Regions from separate parts of the Mus musculus genome. Here region 2 is linked to region 1. A link is a contact called in public promoter capture Hi-C data. All regions are on one chromosome and are shown on one strand. Each heading gives the region's core, a stretch centred on a gene start, on an enhancer-like site or on the middle of the called end of the contact. The rest is flanking DNA. Distances are from core to core; before and after follow the strand shown. Region 1 holds the start of Madd (MAP-kinase activating death domain). Region 2 overlaps 1110051M20Rik (RIKEN cDNA 1110051M20 gene).

What was found. Promoter capture Hi-C pulls out the DNA fragments that hold promoters and counts their contacts.
Region 2: a promoter capture Hi-C map of embryonic stem cells shows a contact between it and region 1. The contact joins the enhancer-like site here to the promoter of Madd in region 1. A contact is called at or near these places in 11 of 39 promoter capture datasets (the 3T3-L1 cell line, cranial neural crest, embryonic stem cells and 5 more), 1 of 484 Hi-C or Micro-C datasets (nephron progenitors), 2 of 115 datasets of contacts at active chromatin or transcription factors (memory CD8 T cells and pancreatic cancer cells) and 2 of 9 other capture datasets (liver and pancreatic islet).

What each region holds. Positions count from the first base shown.
Region 1 is chr2:91,176,594-91,182,155 of GRCm38.p6, forward strand. Madd (MAP-kinase activating death domain) reads right to left here and starts at 2,728. Exons shown (of 35, transcript NM_001177720.1): 1 at 2,586-2,728; 2 at 1,307-1,903; 3 at 213-516. The coding sequence starts at 2,644.
Region 2 is chr2:91,435,994-91,441,555 of GRCm38.p6, forward strand. The region is part of intron 1 of 1110051M20Rik (RIKEN cDNA 1110051M20 gene); the gene reads right to left. Among named protein-coding and RNA genes, the nearest start is that of 1110051M20Rik, 5.9 kb to the right of the region's middle. Within about 2 kb of position 3,423, at least 16 of the 459 cell types and tissues checked have an H3K27ac peak or open chromatin away from gene starts, as enhancers often do. A contact at or near this core is called in embryonic stem cells, where this site is marked.

The sequences.
Region 1 (5,562 bases), core at 1,478-3,977:
CAACCAAGCACATCCCACATGGCACCAATGTCATAATTCAACTCACGTACCAAGTACCTGCTGCCTACCTGCCATCACATTACCTTCTGGAAATAAAAAAAAAAAAAAAAACAGAAAGGACACACTTCCTGGTTCTCAAGGGACTCATGACCTAGCTCCCAACAGGGTGTGCAGCTCTCTCCCTAGAAAGGCTACAGAGCTCGCCCTCTCACCTTGTGCTCCAACAGGATGCAGGTTAGCACCTGAAGACAAGCATCTACACCCAGAAGTTCCAAGGGAAGGTGAAGAGGGAAATCTACTAGGGTGAATCGAGATGGATCTGGAAGAGCAAATGTCAGGGCCTGCTGGAGTTCCTGGGGCAGGACCTCAATGTCCACTCGCTTCTGCCCAGAGACAGGCACTGGGGAACGTAGCAACCGATAGATCCAGGCCTCAATCTCTCGAAGGTCTTGCAGAAGGGCACTGGACTTCTCCTCCACTAGCAGTGATCCAGTAAAGATTCGCCACATGGTGTCCCTAAGGAACACATGGCAAGAATCAGAAACAGAAGTGTTATCGGCTGATACCACTGCCACCCAATAAAACCTCGATAATAACAGGGAGAGGAGTATTGCCAGGTCAGATGGGACCAGAGGGGATATATGATGACAAAAACAGATGTAGAAGGTGTATGTGATGGAACCCAACGCCATGTCCACATCAAACTCCTCAGCATTTCAGAAATACAGCTACAGTGCGAGGTCCAAGCTCAGCAATTTTACATTGGTAGTAAATAGTTTAAACAGTCCTAAAGGAGCTGAAGAGGAAATTTCTCTTCCTTCCTTCCTTCCTTCCTTCCTTCCTTCCTTCCTTCCTTCCTCCCTCCCTCCCTCTCTCTCTCTCTTTCTCCCTCCCTCCCTCCCTCCCTCCCTCCCTCCCTTCCTTCCTTCCTTCCTTCCTTCCTTCCTTCCTTTCTTTCTTCCTTCCTTCCTTTCCTTCCTCCCTCCCTCTCTCCCTCTCTCTCTTTCTTTCTTTCTTTCTCCCTCCTTTCCTTCCTTCCTTCCTTTTTTTTTTTTAAAGATTTATTTTATATCTGTGAGTTATTTTATATATACTATCACTGTCTTCAGACACACCAGAAGAGGGCATCCGACCCCATTACAGAATGTTGTGAGCCACCATGTAATTGCTGGGAATTGAACTGGGGACCTCTGGAAGAGCGGTCAGTGCTCTTACCACCTCTCCAGCCCTAGAGGAAATTTCTTTTCCTCTCACGAAGTAATATCAATCTCTTAATGTTCTCCCAAGCACAAGCAGCAAACCGTACCTTTGTACACCTCGAGGGATGCCCAGTTTCTTGCCTAGCAGCCGTTCACTACAGCAGTCTACCAAACGTTTGAGAGTATACAGACACTCTCTGAAGGTAGAGAAGAAAGGGTAGTGGCTAAGCACACACAGGGATGTCAGGGTACTGTTGCGGGAGCGGCTGCCCGCTTTTGCCCTACGTTTGCCCCGAGGAGACTGGTTTACGTCAGGAGTGGAGTCAGCACTAGGCGGCTGCAAGGTTGAGCCACTCTCTGAGCTCCCAGCGGCAGCCTCTTCTGAGGCACCAGAGGTGTGAGCGCCTTCCTTCCCACGGGGTCCTGCTCCGCCTTCCACCTTTTCCTTTGGCATTCGCTTTTGGAAGGAACGGTAGAAGTTGACACAGATGCCATAGCGGGTGACTCCGGTGTCCTTATCGGTTAGGGTGAAGACAAAAGAGGTATCGTCCCGAAGGCTCATCCGCCGCTGCCGCACACTCAGACATCCTTCTGGCTGGCAGAAGAACACCACATCTGGGGGCAGGGGGAACTCTGGGTGATCCTCTAGTGGGTACCTCCGCAGCAGCTCAGGAGTCTGAGCCACACTGTCACTGCTTGGGTGCCTGAAGGACATAAAGGCACACTCAGCAACCCAACAGCATGGAACATGCTATCACACTTGAACCACAATCAACAGATGAAGCTCAAAGGCACTTTAGGAAAGAGTTTAACTGACAGACTGAAGTCCACACTGTCATGAAGACACTATCCTGAAAGTTTCAACAAGAAAATCATCACTAGCACCTCAAGATGATCAGCACCTTAGCTAAAAGATTACCTTAGGAATCTAGGTAGACAGAGAAGTACAGAGTGCTTTCCCCTTTTGACAGACTATGAAAACGGGCTATAAAGAATATATTTGCTCGAAACCCATAAAGTATGAGTTAAAATAACAGCATTTGTTTGTTTATTTATTTATTTATTTTGGTTTTTCAAGACAGGGTTTCTCTGTGTAGCCCTGGCTGTCCTGGAACTCACTCTTTAGACCAGGCTGGCCTCAAACTCAGAAATCTGCCTGCCTCTGCCTCCTGAGTGCTGGGATTAAAGGCGTGAGCCACCACGCCCGGCAGCATGTATTTATTTATGAGAGATAGCATACATAAAGTGGAACACAAAACATGTAACAAGAACATAAAGCAATAGGACAGAATAAGATATTCAAAGCAACATGGAAATAAGGTCTGGGAGTAACAAGACATTGTGGCTGCCACAGAGAACAAGACAGTTATTGGTCTTCTTGGTTACCTCGCCCCTACGATCACGAGATAGTCAAGTAACCGAGGGCAGAACTTCTTTTGCACCATGGTTCCGATTTGTCAGTTCATTGCAGAGAAACTTCAGGGCACTGAGCAAGAAGCCAGCATTCCCAGGAGGAATTCTGATATAATCTGAAAATCCAATAGGGGGAAAAGTACTGATAAATACCCAGTGCTACGCCTAAGGGACTCACCCTTCTCAGGTTCATCTCAGCAAGGGGCGGAGGTCAGAGGCTTCCACTTCTGAACTCACGATAGAATCTGACGCTTGCTTTCCCTGCTGGCTGTCCACGTTTATGAGCTTCCAGAGTCAAATTTCAAACGGAATAGGGTTGAGGCTATCGCTTAGTGATCAAGGACTTATCTAGAATGGATGGGGCCCTAGTTCCAATCCTCAGCACCCAAAAAGGAGACGAGGAGCTGAAAAAATAACAGCTCAGACTATAGCTAGCTCATCTCCAGCCGAGTTTCTGAGACTCTGTTTCAGTCTAATCTAGAGTGAAGAATTATAACAACAACAAAAAATTACTTTCAGGGCTACTCCGGGGCGGGGGGGGGGGGAATCAAGATAAAAGCAGATTCTTTATACAGCACTAACCTGGGCTTTTACGTCTACATGGAAACTTGATTATTCTGTCTCATTGAGTAGCATTCAGCCTGATGGGTAACTATCACACAGACTTTCCAGTTAATTGCACTCAGACAGTAACAACAGCTGCATACTGTTCATGTGATCTCACATGGAAAAGTCCATGTCCCAACTGTCTCATCTCTAACCAGTTTTCCCACTTCAAGATAGAAAGGGGGCCAAGCAGCTACTGCTGCCTCCTCTGCCCTTGGTGCTGAACCACAGCTCTCGACTATTCGGGTCTCTGGATCAGAGTCAGTAATACAATGCATTCCCAGGAGGCCTGGTCTTTCTCTATCTTGTAGGGATTGTGAATTAGGGACGGAAAATACCAGGGTTTCTACAAATTTAGGGGAAGTGTCTAAAGGAATTTCTAAATGTATTCGAAATCAATTATTTCCTGGGGGCCAGAGAAATGGCCCAGCAGTTACAAGCACTCATGACTCTTCCAGAAAGCCTAGGTTCAGCTCTGAATACTGGCACTGGGTGGCTCATCACGGCCTGTGATGCTAGTTCCCGGTAAACTGTGGCTCTTCTCAGTGCTACACTGACAGAGTGCACACATGCATGCTCAGGCACACGCGTGCATAAAAGAAACAATTATATCTTTCACACTTGATCTTAGCCAAAAGGCTGCGAGGCGATAACAATTATACTTTCCAAAGAATCTATATTTTTATTAGATTTTCATAGACTTCTAAATAAAATGTTTCACTCCTGTATAGGGCATTTCCAGGGCTCCAAGATTTTGCTTCTATGGCCTGAGACTTTGTTCACTGTACACACACATGCACACACACACACACACACACACACCACACACGTAAACATGCACTTCATTTGACTCCCATACTACAGACATAGATAGTGCCTGTGTTGTGGGTACTACTTGCTTTAGATAATTAGTTCTTTTATTTTGTTTCCTCCTCGACCCACAAACAAGACCTAGTTACAGTACCTCTGGTGTCCTTAAAACACAGTTCCCTCTTTCCCCCTTGCTCCCAATAGAGGACCCATAGGTAATAGGATTCAGTTTTGTCTCCATAGCGACTCTGGCTCCCAGAACTATTTATAGCAGAGTCATAGCCCCTCCCCTGCTTGGTGACCAAACCATGCTAGCAGCTGCTACTCCAAACCCAGCCATGGCCTATAGCATCTCATTCCCCCTAGCCCTGGAGATGCTGATTCCAAAGACAGCACCTACTAAGAATCAGGTTATCTCCGCTTCTGTCCGTGTTTTTTTTTTTTTTTTTAATCCCACGTTCAGCTTTTAATAGAAATAGTTCTTCACCATCAAGTTCCTGAGCATGCCACACATTCAGTCATTTCTGGGGTTCATCACTCTTAATAATCCTAAACAATCCTCTTGTTCTCCCAACTACATGAACATATTGCATGAACATATTGCAAAAGTGGAGCTCCCTTATAGAGCTGGGCTCCCTTCCTCCTAAGAGAAATGAAGCTATGAAATAGGACACAGGCAAAAGCCATACTGGGTTCTATACGGACATATCTACCTATAAGCAAGCCAGATTCACCTCTGTATTAAAGCACCTTACCATAAAACAGAATTTGTAGGACCAGAGGCTGGATCTTTAAAACAGGTTTACATTGAAAACCAGAAGCATCATCCTGACTAAAATCTCAGAGAGACAGAGACAGAGAGAGAGAGATTGAGAGAGAGAGAGAGAGAGAGAGGGGGGGGGTTGAGAGAGAGAGGTTGAGAGAGGGGAGCTGAAGCTTTCTCTTAATAGTAAATTAATTATAGGGACCTCTCTAGTGTTAGCGAGATGAAGCCCCTCTCCAAATTCAAGTCAATTGCCATATTCTACAGTTCTCCTTTCAGAGCTGCAAGAACCCGAGACCTTGGGACTATCCTAGCTAGCAGTGGCAGAATGTATTTTTAGGCTCAATTCGTATCCCATCAATAGCCAGTGACTTCAGATACTCAGGCGACAAAGATAATCACCACTGTCCTTCTCTGCCTTCCCCACAGACTCTAAATCCTCTACCACCACCTCTAACTCATTCAGTCTTCACAACCAAGAGGGCCCAGACTCTACCTCCTGCCTCAATCTTATTTACTAATGTAAAGCCCCGAGCTCTTGTCCCATCGTAGTCCAAATCTCTAAATGCACACCTTTCTGCTATAATCCTACATCACCACTCACGTCTAGAGACCACGGACTTTTAGGTAATCTCTGCATTTTCAGCCTACAATGGCCATACTACCAACCCTGTGGATTCCGCCCCTCATTTGGGGCAGGATCTCATAGTAAAAACCACAAGAACCCGACCCAAGGACGGTATGACATCTTTGCTGACGTGAGCACAACCG
Region 2 (5,562 bases), core at 2,173-4,672, 260 kb after region 1:
TGTATGCAGTGTGCATGGATACATGCATTGTGCAGGCATGTTTGTGTTCAGATGCACAGGCACATGTGTATGTCTATGGATGCCTGAGGCTAACATCGGAAATTTTCGTTAATGGCTCTCCACTTTATTAATTGAAGCAGGGTCTCTCACTGGAACCTAGAGTTCTTGTTCCAGCTAGTCTAATTAGCGAACTTGCTCTAGAAATCCCATATCATGGCCTTCCAAAGGCTGGGATTACAGGAGGACTACCAGGCTTACCTAGCATTTACATAGGTTCTGGGAATCTGAACTCCTGGCCTCAGGCTTCAAATGGTCCCAATGTCCATACAAGAAAAAGATTAACAAGACTGCAGAGTATATTTGTATTATAACTTTGAAGAGAAAAAAGCAGAGCCAGTTCCCCAGAAGGTCTAACTCATTTTCATTTACCTATATGCTCACCCTTCTCTGCATAACGGCCAAGTACTCACTTTATCTATAAGGTAATCATGTCTAACCAGCAGGTCTGATGATTGATAGACTATTACAAATAACAATTTGGGCCCCATTCAATGGTTTACTGGAGAGCCTTATCTTAACTCATCTTCTCTGCTTTGTGAGGTAGCCCTTACTGACTCCATTTGTTGGAGGAAATTTGATCTAGGAAAATAATAACATAAATTTTTGTTATGAACCATCATCATCTTTCTAAAGACCTCCCCATGACTACTTCCTCAGTCTTTTCACACTCCTTCCTGTGAGGCAGGTGCCAGTATTCCTCCTGTCATTTTCCTAGGTAACAGTCTACAGCTCAAAGAGCATAGGAATGTATTCACTGGATAAAGCCGTATTTTCTACATTAGCTACAACATACTGCGAGTCTGAACTGTGTATAACCCAAGGGCACTGAACTTCTAGTTTTCTCTATGGCCAACTCTCAACACATCGCATTCCCTATGACTAGGGCTGTGCGTGGTATTTAAGCCCATGCACCACTGTTTATAAAGAGTAGCGTTATAATTGTTCTAACTTTGTCTCTTGAAGTTTCGTCTGGCTACTCAGAAGCTGAATTATTTTTGTGTCCTGTCTGTGCACTAGCCTTGTAAATGCTGTCGTCGGGAATATTCAAGCAGTCTCTAAGACAAAGCTGCAGGGCTAATAAAAGCAATTCACTTGCGGGAGAGTGTATTTCTTCTTTCCTTTTTCTTTTTTTCTTTTAAGAAGCTAACACACAAAGATGACTCATTAAGCCCCAAAGAGGTGACTATGGCATGTAAGGGCTCCTTATGCAGCCTTCCACAAAGAGACCTGAGTGGCAGCATACGGCCTCCTCTTCTCTGCATTTTTCTCCAGGCAGAATGTGCATTTGTGTGGCTACATACACAATTATAATCTCCTCTGAAAGGCAAGTCCTTCCATATGACAGGCTGAACAGTGGCCTGAGTGCTAGCTTCATGTTGTCCGTGCAGTTAACACACTGAAATACCAGACACATTTAATCTCTCCTTTTTGGAAATCTAAGATTAGACACAAGGGCAAAGCTGGGAAGAGCTCCACACAGAGAAAAAGAGGCCAGCCCAAGTGCCCAGACTCACTTTCTCATGGGCCCAACTTCTTTGTGTTGTTGTCTGCTTATTTGTCAATTTGCAGGACTTTGGGGCATGAGAACCATGGAGCCCAGTGGTTCTGGCAGCAGCCTCTCCATTTGACAAGCGAAGCCAAAGACATGTGGCCTTTGGTACATTTCACATTCAAAAATGTTATTGTTTCAAACATGCCTATTTTAAAATATATAATTTTCCCATTTAGAGCACGTTGTATGTAAGTTGGCCACTGGAGGAATTCTGCCACAGGATTTTTTTTTCCTGAGGCAATGGGGAACAGAACGCCAAACACTTGGGAGGTGGAGGTAGAAGGACCAACCATGGATCCAGTGCAGGGCCACCAAAGGGCACCTTCCAAAAACACAAACCAACGATGTGACACAGGTCTGTCTCTCCCTGGCAGACGTCTGTTTACCGGAGCCTAAAGAGTTGTCCAGGTGAGAGAAACCTGAGATTAATTAACACCTGGTGACATCCTGAGGCACAAACAAATTTGTTTTCGATTACGGGAGCCGAATCTGTGTTATCACAATCATCTGTAATCTCAGGGCCAGAACATAGCTTTAATAAGACCTTGAGCTACACAACTGGACGGCCAGAAAAAGGCTCCTACTCTCTCCAAAGAACAGAGCTTCTAAAAGCTAATTTTCCTTCTTTCTTGAAAGAAAAAGAAAGGTCCTGGAGAAGTGCCTCTTTAAGCAATATTTACTTTTAGTGGGCTCCTGCTAATCAAACAAAAGATATTAAAAAAGGTTTTATGAAAAATATATTTGGTGATTTCACAGTAATTGCTTTGTTTAAAGAAAGATGCTTAAGAAAAACATATTTAATGGGATCAGTAATTGGATAAATTCTGATGTGTTTGGGAAAATCCCTCCTCTCTTTGATAAATCATTAAAATTCTGTTCAGATAAATGTGTTTTGACTTGCAATTCCAATCATAGAATGAGCTATTTCCTAACGCTGCTAGGGAAGTGGAACAAGGGTGACCCCAGAGCCAGAAGGAGGACCCAGGATTACTTGACAAGGGTAAGTCTCCTGTCAATCAAAGCCCAGCACTCAGTACTCTCATGGACATGCCCCAAAACTGTGCAAAACTTCTTTCCTTCTTAAAACATCAGCTTTAAAATACTGATTAAATCTTACTGTTGGGTAACCAAGATGTAGAAACTTATCAACCAAGAAACGAAGCTTAGGATAATCAGACTTTAAAGCCAAAAGCATCCAGGGCAGATTTTAATCACTTGTCCCCTTTTTTCCATCCATCAAAAAGGGGTGGGGACACGGTGTCTCTTCACTTGGTGGGAGTTCAGTAACTGTTTGTTAAACTACATTCCTTTCTCCCATTTATTTTTAAATGTATTCTGCTGCTTAGAGAAAACCATTCATTCAGCAACTGAGTACTTCACTTGGCCAACCACCATACTAAAGCTAGAGATACCGAGACAAGCCCGCCTCACTGCTTACATTCTAATCAAAAATAGACATTCTCCAAGGAGCCACAAGGGAAACCAAGGTCACTGTGATGAGGACAGAAGAGAGACTCATGAATGTCTCTTCTCAAACACCAGTTACCTACTCCACTTCCCTAAGCAGATGCTGTATGTAAGAAAAAAAAATGGCTGCCAACTTTTGGACAGAACTTGAAAGACTTTATTATTACTTGAATATATAAATGATAAACAAGGTCAAAACTTTTTAAAAAACTCTGTTTGGAACAACAATGAAATCACTCTGCAACTTATTTTGGAGAAATGGAAGTGACCAAGGGTCAGAAACCACAAGCCTTGGAATTCATCCACTCCTCCCACTCCCCAACAATAAGCTTACAGAGCTTGCAGAGTCCTGGGAAAGGTGGGAAAGAGGCGTGGGCTGGACTTCCAGGAACCACTTCCAAGGGCACATTCCTGAACTACCCCACCAAGGCAACGGCCTGCTGCCCCAAGGGAACGGCCTGCTGCCCCAAGGGAACGGCCTGCTGCCCCTTCCGTGACTGAGAAGCTGCTAACCAAATCGGGGGAGAGCCAAGAGGGCCGCCGGCTCCAGCTCTCCAACACACACTAATTTCTCTCACTCGATGTTGCGGTCATTCAAGATTATGTTCCACCTTAGCTTTCCTTTAGACGACCAGGAAAGGAAGAGCAGTGAGAGGGAGGGAGGTGACTGAACAGCTCTGTAGCTGTTCTAAAGTGACTTGTTTTATATTAATCTGGTTTCCTAAGATTTACAGTCAGTGTAGCACCTATCATTTATTTCATTCCTTTTCTCAAACAACCTGAATACTAAGTTCTGAAGATGATATCAGCTAATTAAGTGCTAATGTTCTGTAGTATAGCTCTGGGTTTGAAAGGCTCACTAATTTACATTTGAAACAAAATAAATTTACCAAGAGTCCTCCAATAGCAAAAACTAACGCTGTGTTTGGCAGTCATACAAGTATCTCATGTTATGGCATCAACAAATACAAAAAGAAGAAAAAAAAAAGTCCAGAATTGCTTAGAAGTCTTGAGGTTGAATGACTTCTATGTCAGAACCTTTGCCAAGACTCAGAGAGACTGCATAGGCTTTACAGCTGGAAAGGGCTGTGTCAGTGACTGGGACATTGCCTTAGTTCAGGTCCTCCAAGAAGCAGACACCAAAACAGAGCCAGGGAAATATTAAATGAAACCTTTGGAGTCAACTGAACTCACTCCAAGGATCCTTGTTGTATGAGGCTATGCAATAATAGAGGACCCCATCTTTTAGGGTCACTGAGTGTATTTATAGCAGAGTTTAACCATGTACACAGAAATTAGATTGCTCATTTATATCCCACTTCCAAAATTTACTAACTAGCCATCTGATATCTGTGTATGTGTGTTCACCCAGGATCCACTTGGTGAAAGGAGTAAACTGAGTCCCGTAAGCTGGCCTCTGACCCCACATGTGCACACTGGCACACCTACACGTCCACCCACCTCCTTCACAGACACATGAAAAAAATTAACAAAAAAATTTAATGACAGATTTTTAAAATGCTACTATTTATTGTAATTCTTCTAAATGCATAGACCTCAAAGGAAACATATAACCTCTGATTGCTGATTTCTATAGGTGACTATTATGCCACCCCATTACCAACCTCAGCTGGTAAGCAGCTTCTACAGAGCAGAAGAGCCAACCTGAAGCACAAGTGAAAGCACGCATGTCCACAGATTAGATGGAATAAGAAGGAAACCTCACACACTCGCACTCGGGTCAGCAAGTAGGTGGTTGTGTAAGTCTAGGTCCAGATCAGGCTCCCTTCATCTCGAGAGTTCTCCACACCCAACAGATACACAGACACACCTCAGCAGCTGGCATGGGCCTCTAACAAGTAGCTTTCACATGGCTGGAAATGTCTCACAGGTCTACACAGACGTTTCTATCCTTCTTAATCTCCTTACCAGGCTCTGCCTTCAACCTGGATGTCAAGACCATTTCTGTTGCTACACTGGACTGCCAGTGTGGATGTCTTCTTTTCTGATGATCTTAAGCCTAAGCCAGGCCAGGACTATAGGTTCCAAATTCATCAAGTCAATGTGGAAAAGAATTCAGTTCATCCACTATGATGGAAGGTTGTTTTCTTCAGAAATAGTCAAAAACTCAAATGGAATCCTTAGATAGCAGGTAGAAAAATGCCTAGAGGCAATCATTATAGGTGTCCCTGGAACCTATACCCAAACCCTAAAGAGAGGTTCTAAACGGACTTCAGAGGAGTACTCAGCTGTAGCTTTGGTGTTTGTTTTGGTTTGTTTTGGTTTGGTTTTTTGGTGTGTGTGTAAGTGTGTGTGTGTGTGTGTGTGTGTGAATGCATACCACATGGACTTTCCTGTCTATAATATTTTGTTGTCTATTTTTTTCTAGGCCTATAAATCCAAGTGAAGTTATAAATTGTAAAAGTTAATCAAAGTGAATTAAGAAAGATAAACAGGTTTTGAAATCTTAAATCAGGCAGTAT